Regions from separate parts of the Mus musculus genome. Here all the other regions are linked to region 2. A link is a contact called in public promoter capture Hi-C data. All regions are on one chromosome and are shown on one strand. The core of a region is the stretch at or near the end of the contact, and the rest is flanking DNA. Distances in the headings are between cores, read along the strand shown.

The links. Promoter capture Hi-C pulls out the DNA fragments that hold promoters and counts their contacts. Capture Hi-C pulls out chosen DNA fragments and counts their contacts.
Region 1: a contact with region 2 is called in a promoter capture Hi-C map of stem cell-derived epiblast-like cells, with 3 times the contacts expected there. The contact joins the enhancer-like site here to the promoter of Prkaca in region 2. A contact is called at or near these places in 18 of 39 promoter capture datasets (the 3T3-L1 cell line, 3T3-L1-derived adipocytes, the C10 cell line and 14 more), 7 of 484 Hi-C or Micro-C datasets (CD4 T cells, the HL-1 cell line, bone marrow-derived macrophages and 3 more), 14 of 115 datasets of contacts at active chromatin or transcription factors (astrocytes, craniofacial prominence, embryonic basal ganglia and 9 more) and 2 of 9 other capture datasets (liver and pancreatic islet).
Region 3: a promoter capture Hi-C map of adipose tissue shows a contact between it and region 2. The contact joins the promoter of Nanos3 here to the promoter of Prkaca in region 2. A contact is called at or near these places in 12 of 39 promoter capture datasets (the C10 cell line, the HPC-7 cell line, HPC-7-derived erythroid cells and 8 more), 3 of 484 Hi-C or Micro-C datasets (the G1E-ER4 cell line, double positive thymocytes and embryonic stem cells), 7 of 115 datasets of contacts at active chromatin or transcription factors (the SCID.adh cell line, T-cell acute lymphoblastic leukemia, bone marrow-derived macrophages and 3 more) and 2 of 9 other capture datasets (adipose tissue and liver).
Region 4: a contact with region 2 is called in a promoter capture Hi-C map of embryonic stem cells. The contact joins the enhancer-like site here to the promoter of Prkaca in region 2. A contact is called at or near these places in 11 of 39 promoter capture datasets (the 3T3-L1 cell line, the C10 cell line, the HPC-7 cell line and 7 more), 2 of 115 datasets of contacts at active chromatin or transcription factors (both in embryonic stem cells) and 3 of 9 other capture datasets (adipose tissue, liver and pancreatic islet).

The regions. Positions count from the first base shown.
Region 1 is chr8:83,781,726-83,787,039 of GRCm38.p6, reverse strand. No RefSeq gene overlaps it. Among named protein-coding and RNA genes, the nearest start is that of Gm51542, 14 kb to the right of the region's middle. Within about 2 kb of position 1,834, at least 9 of the 459 cell types and tissues checked have an H3K27ac peak or open chromatin away from gene starts, as enhancers often do.
Region 2 is chr8:83,971,351-83,977,014 of GRCm38.p6, reverse strand. Prkaca (protein kinase, cAMP dependent, catalytic, alpha) reads right to left here and starts at 4,037. Exons shown (of 10, transcript NM_008854.5): 1 at 3,783-4,037. The coding sequence starts at 3,828.
Region 3 is chr8:84,174,458-84,180,325 of GRCm38.p6, reverse strand. Nanos3 (nanos C2HC-type zinc finger 3) reads left to right here and starts at 3,774. Exons shown (of 2, transcript NM_001357361.1): 1 at 3,774-4,251. The coding sequence starts at 3,795. Mir181d (microRNA 181d) reads left to right here and starts at 1,539; the gene lies at 1,539-1,610. Mir181c (microRNA 181c) reads left to right here and starts at 1,365; the gene lies at 1,365-1,453.
Region 4 is chr8:83,817,729-83,823,033 of GRCm38.p6, reverse strand. No RefSeq gene overlaps it. Among named protein-coding and RNA genes, the nearest start is that of Gm51542, 50 kb to the right of the region's middle. Within about 2 kb of position 3,718, at least 8 of the 459 cell types and tissues checked have an H3K27ac peak or open chromatin away from gene starts, as enhancers often do. A contact at or near this core is called in embryonic stem cells, where this site is marked.

The DNA of each region.
Region 1 (5,314 bases), core at 585-3,084, 190 kb after region 2:
GCTCCCAAAGGTACCTGGCTCCCTACCCTGAGCACTTTTTCTCTTTTGTAAATAGGAACAAGAGAGTTCCTTGTATGTTGCAGGTGCTGGGAAGACCCCAGGCAGCTGCTACATCTCAGCTACATTTGTAGCACTGTTTAAAAATTTGGGGGCTGGAGAGGGGCTCAGTGGTGAAGAGCTTAACACTGCTCTTGCAGAAGACAGAAGTTCAATTTCCAGCACCCATGGGCCCTCAATGTCCTGTGTCCTGTGACTTTAGCTACTGGAGATGAGATTCCCTCTCCTGGCATCTCTGGGCACCTGCACTGATACACACACACACACACACACATACACACACACACACACACACACACACACACACACACACACACACACACGTAACTTTTCAAATTAAATTAAAATTTTAAAATATTTTTATTTAGTGTGTATGAACACACACCTGGTGGCCAAGGAATCCAAAAACTGGCAGATCCTGCTGAACTGAACTTGCAGAGAGCTGTGAGCCTTCATGTGGGTGCTGGGAATGGAACGTGGGTCCTCTGCAAAGCCAGCTAGTACTCTTAACGCTGAGCTATCTCTCCAACCCCTAAACCTCTTTGGTTTTTGTTTGAAAGCAGGCAGGGTGGCTCAGGTCTGTAATCAAGCACAGGGTAAGTTGAGGAAGGAGATTGACCACAGGTTGCAGCCTTATTGGGCTACATGGCGAATCTTAGGCCATTCTAGGCTACAAGGTAGGACTTGGTCTCAAAATAAAGTAAAATTCACTTTATAAATTGTTGTTGGTTTTTTGTTTTGTTTTGTTTTTGTGATGGGCTCTTACTCTGTGGCTCAGGCAAGCCTGCAGCTCACTGTCCTTGGATGGACAATCTTAGTTGTCAACCTGATTCCGTTAGGAAGTCCCAGCAGCTGGAGACACCGGGAGGGTTTTTTTTTTTTCCCGAGACAGGGTTTCTCTGTGTAGCCCTGGCTGTCCTGGAACTCACTCTGTAGACCAGGCTGGCCTCGAACTCAGAAATCCGCCTGCCTCTGCCTCCCAAGTGCTGGGATTAAAGGTGTGCGCCACCACACCTGGCTTTGTTTTTCTTGATTAGATCCACCTTAAATTTGAGCCACACCCTCTGGTGGCAGCCTATATAAAAGATATGGAAAAAGCTCTTGTTCTTTGACTGTCCTCACTATCTCTGGTAAATTCATTCCTTCACTGGCATTAGAGCCGACTCTTTGCGATTCTGCTGTACAGTGAAGATCATCTGAGGCATTCAGCCTTGCGGGTGGGACAAGTATTGGATTCTTGAACTTTCTGTTGGGAGTCAGCCATTGTTGTACTGGCCAGACCACAGCCAGTAAGTCACTCTAATAAGCTCCTTTTATATATCTATAGATTTATTCTATCAGTTTTGTTTCTCTGGAGAATCCTGGATAATAAACCTCCTCTAAGTGGCAAGAATGACATTGTGTGCCACTTCACCCAGCTCAAGAAGCATTTATGCAAGTAGAACACTCTACATGTGGCTAGTTTATAGTAGGCATCCCCTGTTTCCGGCTACCCTTTCTCAGGCCACCCTGTGCCTCAGTTTCTTTCCTGACACAGAAGGACCAGTTCCGGCAGCTTCTCCCTCTGGCCTGGATTCCGGCAGAATCCTCCCCCTACTCTAACCTTAGAGAATCCAGTGGGAAATCCCTTCCAATCCATCTGAGCACACGTCGCACTAAGATATTTCTCTGGCCTCCAATTGAAAACAGAAGTTTCCTCCGCATTCATGGAGACAGAGCAGAAGGATAAACAAAGACAGACACACTCGGGCCAGAAAAATCTGATGTAAACACATCGCAGCAGACAAACACACAGGCATGCCAAACATACACACAGCCGGCTGCAGCCACCCGCTTGGGCTAGAGTAGCAGGCTCACTGTGCCCAAAGAGGGCTTCTGAACGACCACAGCAAAGGGCAGGGGCACCCCTGAGTAGATACTCTGGGCATAACCTCATCTGGACATCCAAACCTTTGAGTGTACCCAACCCCAAGCCAGAAGTTCAGGGATTAACACACCACGAGGAGAGATCTCTGGCGAGGTTAGTGGGTGGGCACCGGGCCCAGCACCCAGCCACAACAGGTACTTGGTGTAGAGACCCAGCGGCTTCTCAAGTTTCTCTCCAAAAGCCTTCGGAGATTATTAGCTGAATCAGGTACTAGGCTCCCATTCTTGAATCCCAATCTGACCTTGAACTAGGTAAAGGCACACACCAGTTTACAAAGTCCTATGTGGGTCTGCTCAGTAGACGTTCTCTCTCTTTTCCTGGCTATTCTTCCCTTAAGGCCTCCTCGTGCCTCATTTTCTCTCCTGTACATTGTGGGGGTGGGGTTCCAGGAAGGCCCTCTGGACTCTGACCTTGGGGAAAGCAAGAAAAATCCTGGGGTGGGGCTTGGAGCAGGGCAGCCATGGTTCAGCAGCAGGCAAGGGGCCCATGAGACAGAGGGGTTCAGCTTCGATGACCAGGGATCCACCCAGCATCCTCCAAACTGCAGAGTGATCCCCTTCAAACAAGGAGCCAACATCAAGAGGCAGAGACTCAGGAACCTCAGAGAGCAGCTGAACCAGAGGGGGTGGGAGCTGGGGAGATGGAACATTCAAGGCTGTTGTGTCTCCCGCGCCCACCTGGAAGAGGCATTTTATAGCCTGGGCACCACTCCCATGCCAGGGTTTTCCAATGCTTTTTGAGGGGGAAGGGCACAAATTGAACCAAGGATCATATTCTGCATACACAGAAAGTATTCTTCCACTGGGCGACACCCCTAGCTCTCTCAGCTGTATGTTTTGTTTTATTTTATTTTATTTTATTTTATTTTATTTTATTTTATTTTATTTTATTTTATGAGACAGGTTTCATGTAGCCCGGGATGGACTTGAATTCGCGATGAAGCAGGATCCTCTACTTGCACCTTGTGAGTGCCAGGTGAGAACAGCATTTCTGGTTTTAGTCAGTGCTAGAGATCCAACCCAGAGCAGCATGCAGGCTAGAAAAGCACTCTTCCAACTCCAGCCTACATGGTTGGTCGGTTATTTATTTATTTATTTATTTATTTATTTAGAAATGGGGTCTCACCAAATAGCCCTGCCTGTCCTGAAACTTCCTGTGTAGACCAGCTCAAACTCAGAGATCTGTCTGCCTTTTTAAATTTATTACTGGTGGAGGGATCCATAGCGCATGTGCAGAGGCTAGAAGACACCTTTGTAGAATCTGTTCTCTCCTCCCACCTTCACGTGGTTTCAGGGATTTGGACTCAGGTCACTAGGCTAAAATGTATTTTTATGTTAGGTCACCCATTCACCTGGTTTATGAACCTGAGCAAGTCATGTCACTAGCCTGAGCCTCAGTTTCTCTCTACAATACACATCGCTACTGTGAATGCGCACCTGCCTCCATCCCTGAGCCAGCCATGGCCTATGTAAGTTTGTCCTTGCATGCATAAGTTGGGGGTTACTTAGCTAGTGTGCGCACTGCTAGGAAATAGGTAGAGAGGGCACCTTCATCTCTACCTCACACATGATCAAAAAGCTTCCCAACCAGGCGGTGTCTACAGGCCTCTGTCTGCAAAAACACCCGGACACACCGCTAGTGACCGGTAAGGCTGCTGCTGCAGCGCGGGGAGCGAGCGCCACCTGTGGGCCGCCAAGTGGAGGTGCGAGCGGCGCCTGCGAAAGTGGGTCACAGCCACCTCCTCCCCGCCCAGGGCGCACCCTCCCCCATCCCCAGGAGTAGTTTTAGAAACAGCTCACGTTTATGAAATTCTCCTGCAAAGGACGCTTTCTCAGCCAGAATTTGTCCGCGTATTCATGCAACAGACATTTGCCGAGCGCCTCTGTGCTTGTCCTGGTCTGGGGTCAGAGACAGGGAAGAGAGCATTTAAATCGGCCAGAGCTCCTGATGGCATGAGGATGAGGGTGAGCTCAGGAGGGCAACTGGGACCAGACAAGACAAGACAATTGCTGGATTCAGTAAGTGTACTGAGGAGAAGGCCAACAGAGGGATAGAGTGACACGTTCATGACTGAAGAGCCAGACCGCAGATCAGAGCCGGCTCCAGGCGGTGTGGCTTGTGCAGAGGGTTGAAAAGCTCTGAGCTACCCCATGAGCACACCAAGCTCCAGGTACCAATACACACGGACACACATACACACCTAGACACACATGAACATGAGAGAGAGAGAGAGAAAGAATGAATTACATTAGGTTTTCCAGTTAGGTGTGGCAAATGCAAAGGCCCTGGGGCAGGCAAGCTTGAAGGTAAAGCTCTCTCCCTCTTTCAGATTTATCTTATGTGTATGACTGTTTTCCCTGCATGTGTGTCTGTACCCCACATACCTGGTACCCTCTGAGATCAGAAGGGGGTGTCAGGTGCCCTGAAACTAGAATTACAGGTGGGTGCTAGGAACTGAACTCAGGTCATTTGCAAGACTGAATCACAGAGTCGACGTCTTTAAGCCAATGTGCTATTTATTTATTTACTGTGTATGCACACGTGTGACAGTGCACATGCTATGGCACACATGTAGGGGTCAGAGGACCCATGCAGGAGTTGCTTCTCTCCTACCAGGCAGGTTCTGGGGATTGAACTTAAGTCTTCAGGTTAGGCAGCTAGTGGCTTTACCCACTGAGCCATCTCAGAGGGCAGTTGATGAATTCTTATAAGAGAGGTCAGGGTAGCCAGAACTGAGAGAGGGGTGGTATCAAGACCCCCCCCACACACACACACCGGGACAGAAATTTGACCCGGGGAAGAATAAGCCTTACACTGAGCCAAAACCTGTGGGGTCACCACCCCACTCTCAGCTGCCATGTGACTCACAGAAAGGACCCTGGCTCACAAACAAGTCTAATCATCACTCTCTTTGGCCTTTGCCTCTGACCACAAATTTTCTAAAATGTATGAAGCTAGATGAGGTTGGAGAGGCAGGAGGGCCAGGCAGTCAGGGCCATCCTTAGCTACATTGTAAATCTGGACTATTCTGAATTACATGAGACTATCCTGAGTTTTTAAGACCCTGTCTCGCCGGACGTGGTGGCACACGCCTTTAATCCCAGCACTCGGGAGGCAGAGGCAGGCGGATTTCTGAGTTCGAGGCCAGCCTGGTCTACAGAGTAAGTTCCAGGACAGCCAGGGCTACACAGAGAAACCCTGTCTTGAAAAACCAAAACCAAACCAAAACAAAACAAAACAAAAACAAAAACAAAAACAAAAAAAGACCCTGTCTCAAAAGAATAAATGAAGTTTAAAAAGCACAAGGTGGCGGGGGTAGGCGGCTACATC
Region 2 (5,664 bases), core at 2,788-5,287:
CTGCAGCAGTTTGGCTGCCAGTCCTGGGGGGGAGCCCTGCCTGTAGAGGGAGCCAGGGAGTGATAGGGTGGGAACAGGAAGAGAAACTCAACCTGCAGACTAATGGGTGCAGGGTAGGGGCAGATAGAACCCTTCAAACTTCTGTTGGCCTGACTGGGCAAAAGGCAAAGCTGCCTGGGAAGACCCTCTTGGGCACCCATACAACTGCCGATGATAGCAAGGGTTTGACCCTTTCCAGCTGCTATAGGATGTTAGAAGGCAACAATTTGTTCCATCTAGAAATGTCCTGAGGATGTCTTCCCTCAGTGACTGGATCAGTTTGTCTTGGGGACTTCTTCAGGGCTCCCTCTTACCACGCCTGCCACTCTCCCTATGGGTCAAGTCCCTGGGGTATGGACTGGCTGAGCTCTGAGCCCCACTTGGCTGTTAGCGCTGGGAGCCTCCTGAGGTCTGACCTTTCCCTCTGTCCTCTAGGCTTCTCACCCTGGCCCCTGTCAACATCTGTGTCATTTAAGGGTGAGTCTCCCCGTACCTTCTCCTACACTGACTGCTTCTAGATTCTTGCCCTCTTTCTTGGTTAAGGGGACAGCAAACCCTGCCCCACTTGGGCATTTCGATGGCAGTGCAGAGGCCTGCAAGATGCCAGTTTGGTGCCTCGGAAGACTTAGGCATCTTCCTGGCCTCAGTGGGGCAGATGTGTGGCAGATGAAGTGCAGGTGCCCTCTGCAGGCTGGTGTGGCTATTGCCCTGTCTTGCTTATAAGAGTACCTGGCTTTACCTCTTCCTCCAAAGAGCAGCTTCCAAGAAAAGAGAGACTCCCTTTCTCACCCTGTTCCTCTCTAGGGGTGGAGGGATGTCTCCAAAGTCTGACTAGGTCTCAGGGGCAGAACACAAAGTTACTCTGAATGTGTCTTAACATCCAGTTATATACATATAGATGCTGTGTGGTACTAGGTAGGAGTAGAACCTAGGGTCTTGCGTAGGCTATGCAAGTACTGTAGCACTGAGCAGGGTCTCCAACTCTTATTTACTTTTTTTTTTTTTGATACCTTCTCTTTAACTTGCCCAGACTATCTCAGAATTTAAGATTCTCTTTGTCAAGCTGTCCAAGTAGCTGGGATGACAAGCCTGTACCAGAGACTACAACAGGTTTAGAAATCTCAGGCAGGAATAGCTTAGGACCTATGGGCAGAAGTGAGCAAAGTGTTTATTACTGCTTTTAAAGGCTGTCTCTTTTGTGGCCCAGGTCTGCCTCAAACTCAGGTCCTTCTGCGTCACAGGCCCTTCCTTCCTTGCTAGGTTTGAGGCACTGTCCCTCTTTTTTTTTTTTTTTCTTTAAATGTTTCTATATATTTACTGTGTGTGTACACACACTCTCGTGGAGGTCAGAGGACAACTCTGAGGAGTCAGCTCTCTCCCTCCATCACGTAGGTCCCAGGAAGACAATTCAGACTAACAAGCTTCATAGCAAACATCTTTACCTAAGGGCCATCCTGTAGACTTTTGTATTTTGATACAAGGTTTTGCTGTTACCCAAGCTAGCCTTTAATTTTTGGGCTTAAGCAATCCTTTTGCCTCAGCCTCTTGGGTTGCTGGTAGTGTCAATATACACTATTATGGGGTTTGTTTTATCATTTTAAGAAAATATGACTGGGGTTTAACTCCTGCTGATGTGTTGAAGGCTGGACATGGTGGTGAAAGCCGTTAATTCTAGCATTTGGGAAGCTGAGGCAGGCAGATCTCTGAGAGTTTGAGGCCAGCCTGGTCTAAATTTCAAGTTTCAGGCCAAGAGGAGCTATATAGTGAGATCCTGTCTTTAAAAATCAAAGCAAACCAAAGAATGTCTGAGTTGAGATATGACGGGGTCTAGGAGATGGGCTGGTCAGCAGATCTGGATGTGAACTCTGCCTGTGTGTTGTCATCTGTGTCAAACTCAGATGGCTCATCTGGACAGACATTATCAAAGTAAGTATGTCTATGGAGACCGTTTAACCAAGCCCTCCTGGATGCACGGAGTTCATCCGTCCAACTGACTCTCAAACTCTGATCTTTTCCTTGGGCTCTCCCCTCCTCTGTGGCTCTGTGCCTGTTGTGTGTGTCTGATATGCTTAAAGCTTTCCTAGCACTGTGCTCAGCTTTCAGAGGGGCCACTGCAGTATTCAGTCCACTGCACGTACCATCTACCTCCTGGTGGGCCTCACCTGCCAAGGGGGCTGGCCCTTCTCCTTCTGCCCGGAGCCCTCCAAGCTCAAGCCCAAGACCTTTTTGGGCACTACCCACCTGCTCCTCTGTCATCAAGCCCTCAACTACAAGCACTTGCCTCTGTCCCCCGCCCATCTGTGAAATGCCAGGCCTCTTAAGGCTGCTAGGCTGGGCTGAGCTCTGCTGGTTGAAGGGGGGGGGGAGGGGCAGAAAGTTCTTGGGCTTCTTGAGTGGCATTCGGGGGACTCAGACACTGAGAAGGGCACAGCTGATCAGAGCCTCCTTTTTGGGTAACTGGAAGCTGTTCTCAGCTGCAGTACAGCTTTAGCTTGGAGTGACACCACTTTGAGACATGAAGCACTGGGGGACAGGGCCCAAGGCCCTTTCTGAAGTAATTTCAAATATAGAATCACTTTTTTTTCCCTGGCTAGAAAAATTCAGCATGGTTTTTTTTTTGGGGGGGGGGTGTGTGTATGTGTGTGTGGATATACCTCCCTCTGGGTGAGCCCTCGGTATGCACAGAATCCATCTGTCTTAAGCAAACCAAATCATTAGCTGTCACCTATTGCTGGATGGCGTTACCCCAATGCGCGCAATTCTTCTGACCATCCCCATTCAGTGGAATGAGCCTTTGCTATTCATTTCATCCGCAGTTTCAAACCAGCCCCAGGGGCTGGGTGAACGACAGAACCGCAGTTGTGAAACGACCATTTATTGAGGGGCCTTCTAAGGAACCCAGACCTCAGGGTAGGCCAGGAGGGTGCTCTGCCGCTTTACCTCACCCGCAACCCAAGAAAAAGGACAGACGTAATGGCTCTGAGCAAGACCAGCTCCAACTTGGATAAGGAAGCGCAGAAGCAGCTCTCTAGGTTCATAAACAGTCTGCCACCCCAGCCAGGGCCAGACGAATGCACGGAGGAGGTGGAGTGACAGGATGAGAGGGGCAGAGGGACCCAGAAAGATCTTGTCCCCCATGCCAAGTGACACAGAAGGGAAAAACAATGCAGGAGGTGGCCCCGGGAAATGCTCATGGGGGTGGGGGTGGCTTGGAGGTGGGAGCTGTGATGAGGTGAATCGGGCAGGGGTAGGAGAAAGATGGCGGGGGCTGGAGGGGGAGGGGTGTGGTCACCAAGTGGCCAAGGTCCCTGCAGCGTGGACCCCACAGCACTCCCGAAACTGGCAGGAGCCTGGATCAGGGTCAGGCATTGGGGCGCTGTGTGGGAAAGGTAAGTGACGAAGTGGGAGGGGGTATAGAATCTGGAGAAAGGGACTAGGAGAAGAGGGGTTGGTGTGGTGACAGGGCCTCATCTGGGGCCCCGGCGGTCATACATGCAATGGTTGGCAGTGACAGCTGGGTGGGGGGGCACGGCCTTTGCAGTGGGGGATGGTAGGCCATGGGCACCAGGCCCTACTGGGGGCAAAGTATCTCTGCGGTGATCCGACCCCAACGTGAACAGGCAGCAGGCAGGGGTGCAGGCAGACAAGATTGGGGGGGCATATGGGGGAGGGGCCATGCAGTGATGGGCATTGCGCGGGCAGGCCGCACGCAGTGAAGATCAGGGTGACGGCCGGGCACTCACCGCTCTCCTGCTCGCTGCCCTTCTTGGCGGCGGCGGCGTTGCCCATCGCGGCGGCGTCGCGGCCGGGGCCAGTCCCGGAGCTGCGACGCGGCGGGTGCTAAGGTGGCCGGCGGCCCCGGAGCGCGCTGGGCAGCGGAGGCGGCGGCCCCTGGGGCTGGCTGCGCTGGCTGCGGCGCCACGACCCCCGCCCAGCCCCTGCTTCCCGCGTCTCTCTGCGCCCGCCCGCGGGGGAGCCTCAGCCCAAGTCCTCTGTCCGTGACGCCCCCGCAGCCCACCGCCCATTGGTTCAGGCCTCCCTGACTGACAGCCCTACGCCGCTGTCCATTGGCCCTCCGGAACCCTCCCGCGCCACCATAGGCTCCTGGATGAGTGACGCGAGTTGCAGACTCTCCGCCACTCACGGGCTCGTGAGGCCGCAGTCGGGCGGGCGAACGCACGTGATTGGCCGAGAAGCCCGAGAGGGCTTGGGGCTGCCCCTGCGAAGCCGTCGATTGGCGGAGACAGGCGGCCCCGGCTAGTGTCAGTCCCGGGGTGAGAGGGCGGGGCAGCGGCTCAGGCTGCGGCCCGGGCAGCGGGCGGGGCGGAGGCTGCGGCGGCTGGAGGGTGGCTGGGTGGCAGGCGCTGCGAGGTGCGGGAGGCGGCCCGGCGGACGCCCGTGCGGCAATGTGCGCGCTGCAGTCTCCCGCCCCTGCCCAGTGCGGCAGCGGCCACGGGCCAGAGGTTGACGCCACGGCGGGCCGGCGCAGCGGCTGTCCACCTGCCAGGGGGGGAGGGGCGGGCTGGCGCCGAGGGTCAAGGGTCGCCGGGCGCCGTTCGGTGTCATTCATAAGGAGGCCCGACACTGGGCAGCCGTGACCCAACTAGCTCGGGGTCCGCTTTGGTTTGCTCGCGACACAACTGGAGCTGCAAGGGGATGTTGGACCCAGAACTGAGGGCGTGCTGGGAGGAGACTCAGAGTATCTACACTCTTTGCTAAGGCTCAACCCTAGGCCCCTGAAAAGTAGTAACTACGGACGCCAGCCAAGTGCATTACTTCTTGTACCTTGCACGTTGGGCCTGCCATACTCCCATTTTATGGAGGCTCGGTCAGGCTAGTTCCTTGCTCTTAACTAATCTCCATTGCCTAGACATGACCAACATAACCTGCCCCTTTTGGGCAGGAAGAGAGCCGTTCTCCTTCCTTCTGGATGCTCATCTTTAAATTTTGTTTTTATGCAATGCTGGGGATTGAACACGATGCATACTCCCTGCGAAGTAAGCATTGTACCACTGAACTAGAACCTCACTCGGTGTTCTTTCAAGTCTGCACTGTCAGAACGTGGTCAGTTTCCCACCTTGCCACTGACACCAGGGGCCTGAGCACTCTGCTGGAGGGTCTCCTGCACACTAGGTTGATATCAGAACCCCACCCTCACACTCTGGATGCTGGTACTCTTCCATCTGTCTGCTGCCTGGGACAACACAAACATCTCCAGATACTGCTAAATGTACTCTTGGAAACAAATTATCCCTACCCTCACCAGAGCTCTGTAATAGAGGGTGGCCAGGGTGGACGGTGCTGGGTGGACGGTGCTGAGTGGACGATGAGCTACCTCTCCTGGACTCCAAAGGGTAGTTGACTCTGAGGTACATATACCTATAGACTCACTGCTCAACAATGCACAACCAGCTTCTAAGCCAATAACTATATGTACTCCTGCTACTAGGTCAGCTGCAGTCCCCGAGGGGGAAAGTACCCTGCCAGAAAGTACGGTTCCTCTGGATTATGCGAGTTGGCTGAACAGACAAATACTCCATCTCTGATTTGGGGAGTTTTGCCACAGCTAAGTGAAATTATCTAAATTGTGGCTCTGTGTGTCCTTGGGTCACAATGTTGCTCTAT
Region 3 (5,868 bases), core at 2,525-5,024, 200 kb before region 2:
CTCATCTTCATCTGACCAGTCTAGACCTTTATTTCCTCAGGGCTGAGAGCTACCAAAGCAGGAGACCTGCCTTTCCCATGCAGGACCTCTTAATCCATGGCCAGAAAGAGAGGGCCCCTGGGGCTGGGAATGTGACCAGTTACCGGGCCCTGGGCTGAGGAAGCAGGGTTAGGGCTCTACCGGGAGATAGTGCTTCCTAAGTCTTGCTGGAGCCAGGGGCCAGGTTTGGGTCTGTAGGTAGGGGTGGCCCTTAAAAGGAGCTGAACTTCTAGGGAACTTCTAGGGGTGCCCTGGAACCACACTGAGGTGCTAGGCAGGGGGTAGGACCTAAGCTCTCAGGTGATTGAGTTTGGCGTTAGATCTAAAAGGGATGGTTTGTAGGAGGGCCATAGGGAACCCTGTCAAAGGCCTGAATTGGAGGGCAAGTCTGCAGTGGTGGCCTGGTACTGCACAGGCCGGTGCTAACCCTGCAGGAGTTTCACACAAGCATACTACTACATTTAGTGTTCTTGATCTGTCTTGTGTGACTTCAGGAGATCCTTGAGGGTCACCTCTCCCTCTCTGAGGTGTTCTGAGCTCAGTTAAAGCAAAAGGGAAGCCTCCCCCCCCCCCCCCGCACTCCCCCTCCCGACCATTTAGAAGCCTTTGGGTGGGGGTGGGGTGTGTCTGTGTATAGCCTTCTTTCACAGCTCACTGCTCTACTGGGTAGGGCAGTGGTGGTCTCAGAAACCGTCAAACTAAGTTTAGTGACCATGGGAAGGTGGAAAAGTTTACAATATATTGAAAGCCTTATTTATCTCAAGTTTGCTGGAGAAGCCCTGTTACATTGTATAAAAGTAACTTGTTTACGGCTCAGTTGCCCTATGCCTAGCCCAGGCCCAGACCAGAACCTGATGACCTACCCGAGTTCCCAGAATGGTGGCTAGAAAATCCCCACTTTGTATTTTGGCCTCAGTCTTTCCAACTGACCAGTGAGGGGAATTTGTATCTCTCAGAAATGCTTTGGAGGATTTTATTTATCACAGTACTTAGCCCTCATCAGGAATTCACTCTTTAGGTCAGGTTAGCCTGTAACCTTACTAAGGCCATCCCAACCCTCAGACTCCAGAGTGCTGAGATATCAGTTGTGAATGCATCCCTTGAATATATATAGCACATGAATTGAGACAGGCACATTATCATCTCTGTTGCAGGGGCTGCGTTTTTTACATTATGGTTTGTATTTGTGCTGCTTCTTCTGAGTCTCCAAAAAAGAATAACTGATGGCTGATTTTGTGAGTCAAAGGGGACCCTGGTTTCTCTCTCGTCCCACATGCTCTCTGCCTTGCTGGCCTACTCTCCCAACTCCAGTTATCCAAGAACTTGCCAAGGGTTTGGGGGAACATTCAACCTGTCGGTGAGTTTGGGCAGCTCAGACAAACCATCGACCGTTGAGTGGACCCCGAGGCCTGGAACTGCCACCCGTCTACCCCATCCCCACCCTGTAGACCCGGGAGAGCCCCAGGCAGCATCCCCTGCCTCAGGCCACAGCAAAGGTCACAATTAACATTCATTGTTGTCGGTGGGTTGTGAGGAGGCAGCCAGACCCACCGGGGGATGAATGTCACTGTGGCTGGGCCAAACAACACCATCAGGGATGGGAAAGAGGATAGAACCCTTCAGATTTTGCTTGTCACTTACTCCCCTTGGGGAAATGGGACTGGTGTCTGGGATCTTGATGGGCTGATTGGAATTGGGAAATAAACCCTGGAGGGTTAGGTGTTGGGGAGATCCTAAATTGGGAGACTCTGGGGGGATGATGTTTGCTCAGTGATGCTCTGCAGTGGGCAAACTGGTAGATGAACATGTGACAGATACATGGGCAGGTGGATGGATGAGCGGGAATGAAGTCTGTCCTAGCAGTGGTGACTCCTGTTTCTTTTTGAGCTCAGGCTGCAGGCTCCTTTGACAGGTGTCAGATAAGGGGGCTGGCACCTGCTGGGGTATGCCAGTGCAGTTTGTCTTCCTGTGCTTGAAGGCTCTTTCCCCTCCTGCTGCATTCCTAGGTTGGGGTAACCTTGAGGCTGCTTAGCTAACTGGAGGGGGAAGAGTTGGGAACTCAACTTGGTAAGGTCTTAAACCCAGGACAAATGGCTGAGGTGCCTATTCCTTTATCAAAGTTGAAGCCGCAGGCTGCCATGTTCTCGCAGCATCCCTCAGTTCCTTTAACAGGGTCCTCCTTGTTGACATATCTTGTCCTTTACCCTGAACTTCTCTAGCCAAGGAACTAGGCTGGGCTTTCCCTTCCTGCAGCTTCTCTGGTTCATATATAGGCCAACCTTTTTGGTTAGATGCTCCTTTTTTCTTTTGTCTTCTTTTTCTTTTCTTTTTTTGGTTTTTTAAGGCAGGGTTTTTCTGTGTAGCCCTGGCTGTCCTGGAACTCACTTTGTAGACCAGGCTGGCCTCGAACTCAGAAATCCGCCTGCCTCAGCCTCCCGAGTGCTGGGATTAAAGGGGTACGCCACCACGCCCGGCTTGTCTTCTTTTTCTTGTTCCCCTTTCCTTCATGCCTGGCTTAGTCTGCTGGTCATGTCCACTCTGGAGACTCCTAGGTGTCCTTGCCCCTGCCCCTGCCTGTAATTGTCCCTTTTATCTACAAAAACAAACCACTTCTCTACCCACTAGGAGCATTCTTTGTTTGGTTTAGACTGCAGGACTGAGGTGCGTATTTTACACATCAAAGCAGACCTGGCCTCCAGGTTCTCCCAGCATTCCTCAGTCCCTACCTGGCATACTCTGCCCCCAACCTTGAACTTTCTAGCCCAGGAGCTGGACTGCCCTCCCCCGCCCCCCCAGAGGCTCTTCCCTATATAATTCAGACATTTTGTTTTCTTCTTCTCTTCTGTTTTCTTCTCTCTTCTTCTCTATCGTACTTACACTCTTTTTCTCTTTTCTTCTTTCTTTACTTTAATTCACACCTCAAGACTAAGTTCTCCAGGACATGAAAGTCTGTTAGTGAAACCAGAGCTTTGAGACCCAGTTGTCATTTTCCTACCCCCAGCCCCACTTCCACACTCAGGCCTCCTTCCTAGGAATTGGGATTTCTGCATTACCCCACCTAACAAGAAACTCTTGTTTCTTGTTTCTTGCACGCCTTTAATCCCAGTACTTGGGAGGCAGAGGCAGGCGAATTTCTGAGTTCAAGGCCAGCCTGGTCTACAGAGTGAGTTCCAGGACAGCCAGGGCTACACAGAGAAACCCTGTCTCAAAAAAACAAAACAAAAAAACCCCAAAAATACAGGAAGAAAGAGAGAAAGAAAGAAAGAAAGAAAGAAAGAAAGAAAGAAAGAAAGAAAGAAAGAAAGAAAGAAAGAAAGAAAGAAAGAAAGAAAGAGAGAAAGAAACTCAAGGCCACATGATACCCCCCACCTCCCACCCCCTGCCTTAGGGGAGAGAGAAGAAAAAAATTAGTAAATCTGTTAGTGTTAAACCCTGGGGCAGAATTCTTAGCCATCCAACTCCCTCCTCACAGGGGTTAACCTCCCACAGGAAGGGGGAGGAGACCCGGGGGAAGCCTAGGGCGGTCAGTAGCTTCAGTCTGCATCTGGCTACTTTCAGCCCACACAAACACCATATACCCCCTGCGCAGGTGTATAGGAAGCCCCCCAGTGACAATGAGGGACCCCCCCAGCCTGCCTGCTCCACCCTTTTACACCCCCTCTAAGTAAAAGGAAAGTAGCCAAAGAAGCCTGAGCTTCAGGGTAGTAAGGAAGTTGGAGCCAGGTTGGGTTTCTTCTCTGCTCCTCTGCCCAGCCATGGGGACTTTCAATCTTTGGACAGATTACCTAGGTCTGGCAAGACTGGTTGGGGCTCTGCATAAGGAAGAGGAGCTTGATGTAAGGCTGGATCCCAAACCAGAGCCCAAGCCAAGTTCAGAAAGCCAGCAAGCCAGCAAGGAATCCTCTGCAGCTCCTGAACGCTTATGTTCATTCTGCAAACACAATGGCGAGTCCCGTGCCATCTATCAGTCCCATGTCCTGAAGGATGAGGCAGGGCGGGTGCTGTGTCCCATTTTGCGGGATTATGTGTGTCCCCAGTGTGGGGCCACTCAGGAGCATGCCCACACTCGACGCTTTTGCCCACTCACCAGCCAGGGCTACACTTCTGTCTACTGCTACACCACCCGGAATTCTGCAGGCAAAAAGCTGACCCGGCCTGACAAGGCAAAGACACAGGATGCTGGCCACCGCCTTGGAGGAGAAGCAGCAGCAGGTGTCTATGCAGGTGGTTTAGGGGTTGGGTGGAGAAGGCTTTCAGTTTTTTGGGGTGTTTAAATGTATTTGATGCCAGTATCTTAGAAACTAAGGAATCCACAGTGTATAGCTGAGAGCATGAAGCAGGGTATATTTAGTTCCTTTATTGCACAGGGTAGTAGAGATATTGTGGGGTATGTGGTGATCTCTGATTCTACCTGGGGGGTCAGGAGTTGTGAAACTTACAAAGGGAAGCTTATAATCCTTTCTGAACCTGGAAATCATTTATTCATTTGCCAAGTGACATTTCATGTCTGTTTGCCACTGGGTGCGGGGTCTGCAGTGAAGAAGGTAGGCAGGAGTGGCTGTTAAGACAGTGCTAAGTAGGGGACACTTGGTTCAGATGAGGGGTCCCAGAGACGGGGACTTCTAGCAGTCATAATTCCTTCAGTTTGGGGGGTGAGGGGTGAGAAGTGTGACTGGGTATGGGTCTGTGCTGTAGGGTGGTTAGAAATCATTGGATCTAACTTTTGGAAGTTTGTAGTTAGTGTATAGCGTTTACGAGACCAAGAATTTGCTTCTCTGTCAGTACCATAAAAAATAAGTTTGGGTTGCTAGCAGGCTGACTCAGTGAGTAAACAGTCTGCCTCTAACCCTGAAGACCCAACTTTGACTTCAGGTTGTCCTCTGACCTCCACACACACAAATGGGGGTGGAGGAGTGCAGGGGGCATGGGACATAGGACACAGAGATAGGGCAAGGATTCATCAGAATTCTAGCAGAAGCATCAGACCAGGACAAGGGATTCCAGAGCCTCAGGAAGGTAACTGCCATGGGCCTCAAGGCCCAGCTCCCAGCCAGCAGGGAAGAAGCCAGTTGGGGAGGCAGAATGGGGAGACTGCAGTAGGACCTTATCAAAAATTTTGCTTGGTGGGTCTGAATTAGTTTTTTGTTTTTGTCTTTTTGTTCTATGGTCTGGCTTGGCTACAAGCTCCTTCATATCCACTATGCCACATCACCAGTCCTTAAGAGATGTAGATAACTTTATTTCATGTGTGTAGATGTTTTGCCTGTGTGCATTTATGTATGTATATGTGAACAGTCTAGAAGATGGTATGTGAACTCCGGAACAAGTTACTGCTGGCTCTGAGTGGCCATATGGGTGCTGGGAACCCAGCGAGGGTCCTCTGTGGCAGTGCTAGTGTTATTTTTACCTGTCAATTCTGTTTTGTTTTCATCTTTTACTATATTTTGAGACAACACTTCATTTTGTAGCTCAGGTCTATATCACCCAGCAAAATACAGGATGGCAGGTGCTTGCATGCCTAAAGGCTCTGCGGGCCTCAGTTCTGTGACGCCATAGGAGGACCCCCAAAGTTTGTGGGTGCACCACTGAAGGTGACTCAGAGAGTCAGCTGGCTCCCTGGCCATGGTTGGTTGTTGGCTGTGTGCTGCCTCCCTGAGAAGTCTGGGAGCTCCTAGAGGGTGGCTATAGGCTGGGGAGTCTCCCTTAACTTTCCAGTGGAACTCTTAGTTAGAGGCTGATTACCTGCAGGTGAGGACCCCATTCTGCCAAGTGGTTGGGTTTTTGTCGTTGTTGTTCAGCCAGTGGACTCAAATCCGCTTCTGTCTCTTT
Region 4 (5,305 bases), core at 2,469-4,968, 150 kb after region 2:
GGGTTTTCTGGCCCACTTTGGCCAATAGAATCAGAGCAGAAGTGTTAGGCAGGTTTTTTACAATTTTTCTCTATTTGTGTGTGTGTCATGACCTAGTGAGGGGCCATGTTTTAGTTAGGGTTTCTATTGATATGGTGAAACAAGTTGAAGAAGAAAGAGTTTTTCAGGCTTACAATGCCACATCACTGTTCATTATCAGAAGAAGTCAGGACAGGAACTCAAGCAGGGCAGGAACCTGAAGGCAGGAGCTGATGCAGAGGTCATGGAGGGGTGCTGCTTACTGGCTTGCTCCCCATGGCTTGCTCAGCCTACTTTCTTCCAGAGCCCAGGGGTGTGTGATGGCCAAAATTACGTTTTAAGTTTAAATTAGTGTGTTTAAGAGATCTATAAAACAAAAAACACCTCAAACCTATAAACCCCTCTTGTCCACAGACTGGAACTGTTCATGTAAGATAAGAAACCACATGGTTTCACGTCTATAAGCAAGGTTGGCTGCCCCAACTGCTCGGGGTGTGCTCGATCACACACAGGCAAGAGGACGGGAGGTGCCCTGGTCCCCAACTGGACAAAGACAGGAAGTACGTAGCCTTGTGGACTTCGACTTTATAAGCACCTGACTAAAGAAATTCTAGAACATTCTCTGGGAATCCTGAGTATGCCTGGCCAGTGACCATCTTCCTGGTCAGCATTTAATAAAGCGAATTTGGCTCAAAACTGTGGTAGTGGTCTTGTTCTTGCTGGAGGATGGGCCCTCTCACATAAGTAAGTCACTAATTAAGAAAATGTCCTACAGGCTTGACTGCAGCCCAGTCTTATGGAGGCATTTTCTCAGTTGAGGTTCCCTCCTCTTGGATGACTGGAGCCTGTTTCACATTGACATAAAGATATCCAGCACAGTGTGTGTGTGTGTGTGTGTGTGTGTGTGTCTGTGTGTCTGTGTGTCTGTGTGTGTGTGTGTGTGTGTGTGTCTGTGTGTCTGTGTGTCTCTGTGTGTGTGTGTGTGTGTGTGTGTCTGTGTGTCTGTGTGTCTCTGTGTGTGTGTGTGTGTGTGTGTGTGTGTCTGTGTGTCTGTGTGTCTCTGTGTGTGTGTGTGTCTGTGTGTCTGTGTGTGTGTGTGTGTGTGTGTGTGTGTGTGTGTGTGTGCAGGTCAAAGTGAAAGGCTGTAGAACTGGTTCTCCCCTTCCATCTTTCCCTGGCTTTCAAGATTTGAACTCTGGTTCCGGGAATCGAACTCAGCTTGGCAGACTTGCTCAGCATGCTGGCTCAGTGACTAACAAAAAAAAGACAATAACAAAAATTGTTTGTTTACTTTATGTGTATGTCTGACATGTATATATGTGTACCTCACACGTGCCTGGTGTCTTGGAGGCCAGGAGAAGTCATTGGATCTCCCTGGCACTGGGTTACCAGCCACTGTGAGCCACCACATGGGAGCTGGGTATTGAACCTGGGTCCTCTGGAAGAACAGCCACTGCTCCTTAACCTCTGAGAAGTTTCTTCCACTCTTGCAGTTTCTGTAAAATGGAGTTTTGTCTTACTTAACCGTCTGATAGACTAGACAGATCATTCGGTCAACATTTCCCACAGTGGGAAACCCTACACGTGGGCAGAGCTGTTGGGTTCCCCAAATATTGCTGAACACATTTGAACTCAGGAGATGTAGCCCAGAAGAAACAAACAAGCAGACACTGCTCAGGGAAAATGCTCCTCAGATGAGATGGACCCATGGCCTGTGTCCCCTAGTTCACTGTCCACCTTCCTTGCCTGCCCTCCATGGCCAGGACAAGGGGTATGGAAAAACAGACGTCAACCATTTAAAGGGGCTGGCACCACTTTCCTTCGAATGAATGTTCAAATTCAGACATTTCTCTTATTATCTTCTGCCAAGGGAAAAAATTAATAACACAGCACAGTATAAAATACTAAATTAAAGGCATTTTGGAACCAGCAATTATTTCATAAGCTTCTCCTTTATTGCCACGCTAATGTGCCTAATTGCTGTCTTAATGAGGACATTAATTTCTGGCTAATGTGATGTTATTATAGAAATTGCAGTCGATCTCTTAAAAGGGGGAAAAGTGCTAGAAAGCTGTCCCAAGAGGCAAGGGATCTGGTCACCCCAAGGTGGAGGTGCAAAGGAGAGAGGCGGAGATGGCGTAGGAATCCAGGCATGACCAAGATGCAGGAGCGAAGGAAAGAAAGGGAAGAAAGGGGCCACTGGGAGTGGGCAGCTGGGGACAGCGCTGGCAGAGCCAGCTGCTGCTATGCCTGGGGACCCAGCGAGAACAAACGGAGTGGAAGGAATCTGGAGAGCGGCGGTGAGACCTGCTGCTGGTGCATTGTGCAGTATGGACACTAGCGGCCACTCAGGGGTGGGGCTGCAGCATTGGCTATCACAACCAACGTTTGCAATAAATACCACTGTTCTCATCTGTTAGATGGAGAGATGGAGGCACAGAGAGGTTGAATAATTTATCCCAAAACACATGGGGAGTGTGTAGTGAGGGTGGGATTTGAACCCACCCCATCAAGTTTAACTGCAGAGCTGTGCAGCCTCTCGGCTGAACTCTGGCATGACAGACAGTAAGGATGGCAAGATGCGGAGGGATGAGGGCGTGGCTCATTGTCAGAGTGAGTGAAGAGTCTGTGGGATTTTCAGGTCCATTCCCAGAAGATGATGGATGGATGGATGGATGATAGATAGGTAGGTAGATAGGTAGATAGATGATAGACAGACACATTTCTAAACCAATTGGAGAAACAGTGTGAAGTACTTCTCTGAGCCAACACTGACACTCCCACAGGATGCCAAATGCTCTACCTTGGGAAGAGAGGGATGGATGTAAAGTTGCAGGTGAGCACTCCCTGACCTGAAAGGGAACACAAAGAAGGCTAAAGGCTTGGGCTGGAGATGGACTGTAGTGCTCTCTGAATAGGAATCCACTACAGGCCACATAACACAGCCACCAGAGGGAAGTGACTGGAGGTCAGAGCAGTCTCTAGGATTGGGTGGATGGTATGGCCCCTCACTGTGGGATTCTAGGCCGGAGTTCTAGCTGAGCCATGTTCCCAGCCATGCCCCCAGTCGGGAGAGTCTAGACAGGGGTTCTACTACTGAGCCACACTGCCAGCAGGCACTGAGCTGCCTCTGAGTCCCGAGTCTCTTACTGGGCATTCTAGGCAAGAGCTCTACCACTAAGCCATCTGTCCAGCCCTGATGGGATTCTTGCTAGAGGTTCTACTTCTCAGTTCTTTTCCATTTCACCTGAGACAGAGTCTCAACTCTGTAGCCCAGGCTAGCCTGCTCCTCCACCTCAGCCTCCTGTCCTAGGCCCCTTGTCGCCAGTGTTAATGACAGTAGCTGAAGCCGGGTGCAGGAGCTGGCACTGCTGCTATTTGATCTAACTATCTCCTCCTGGGGCGTGAGGCTTCACTCTGTCCCCAGCATGCTGTTCAGAGCCAGGCTGGGAAATGTGTGGGTCTCAAGGGCTCTGCCCTTAGCCCTGGATTAATATGTTGGTGAGTCTATAACTTGATGAACTGTTGGTAGGTGTTGGATGCTGGATGGCACTCTAGGCAGATGCAGTGGGATTGTTCTAGTTAGGTTCTCAGCTGCTATACTAAAACATAGACCAAAACCAACTTGGAGCCGGACACAGTGGTGCTCACCTTTAATCCCAGCACTCAGGAGTCAGAAGCAGGTGGATCTTTGTTAAGTTTCAGATCAACCTGGTTTACATAACAATTTGCAGGCCAGAGCTACATAGAGAAACACCCCACCCCCACCCCCACCCCTACCCCACCCCACCCCCGCCACTCTTCTCAAAACCAAACAGGGGCTAGAGAGATGATGCAGTCATTACAAGTACTGTCTGCTCTTCCAGATGACGCAGGTTCTATTTCCAGGACCCATAAGACAGCTCGTAACTCTCTGTAACTCCAGCTCCAAAGAGTCCTCTCTGGTCTCCTTGGACACCAGGCAGACAAGTGGTACACACAAACATGCAGACAAAACACCCATACTTACCAAATAAAGATAAAACTCTAAACAAACAAAGCAGCAGCAAAGATGCCTTGTGGAGGAGAGGGTTTACTTCATCTTGCACCTCATGGTTTGCACCTCATCATTGAGAGCGTCAGAGAAGACACTCGATGCAGGGCATGATGCAGAGGCTCCCGGGAGAGGATGCTTCCTGGCTTCCTGGCTTCCCTGGGGATGCTGGCTCCCCAAGACTTCCGCAGTGTGATTTCTTATACAACCCAGGACCAACCTGGGGTTCCAGACCAACCACCCACAGTGGGCCAGGCCCTCCCACATCAATAATTAAAAAGGAAAACACCACAGTGGGCCAGGCCCTCCCACATCAATAATTAATTAAGAAAATGCCCCACAGTCTTGCCTATAGGACAGCCTAATGGAGGCAATTCCTTAATTAAAGTTTCTTCCCAAATGACCCCAAGGTTTGTGTCAAGTTGACAAAAACCAGCACAGGACTGCTGGGGTTTGTCTTGGCGGAGTATATATAGCTTGCCTTTTGCCCCTTTGTTTCTCTGGTCACCATAAGGGAAACGGCCTCCAGCCACCGAGGCTCACTGTCCATGTCTGCTCCACCTCAGGCCCAGAACACAGAACTGTGTGACTGGCCTTAGATGAGCCAGGAGCCCATATAAGGCCTTTCCACTTTCCCTTCCTTCTGTGCATGTCCTGTAACAGTGAGAGAGGCTAAGGCAGATTTTGTGGGTGGGGTTCCTGATACTTGACAGCCTAGCCAACAGACTAAGACAAGAACTAGATAACTAATACCTGGTTTCCAACTGATGATCAGATTATATCCAGATAACACCAGTTGAAAACTGAAGATAGAAATTGAAAGTGGGTTTTATCTTCTCATTTGTTTGAGACAGTGTCTGATGCCCTGACTATCCTCAAACCTCATACAAAACCAAGGATGGCCTTGAACTTCCTATTCTCCTGCCTCTGTGTGCTGGAATGGAAATGTTTTAATCACAGCAAAAGAAACCCCACAGTCAGGCAGTGGTGGCGCACTCCTTTAATCCCAGCACTTGGGAGGCAGAGGCAGGCGGATCTCTGAGGTGGAGGCCAGCCTGGTCTACAAAGTTGAGTTCCAGGACAGCCAGGGCTACACAGAGAAACCTTGTCTCGAAAAAACAAAATAAAAAGAAAGAAAGAAAAGAAGAAAGGAAGAAAGGAAGGAAGGAAGGAAGAAAGAAAGGAAGGAAGGGAGAGAGAGAGAGAGAGAGAGAGAGAGAGAGAGAGAAAGAAAGAAAGAAAGAAAGAAAGAAA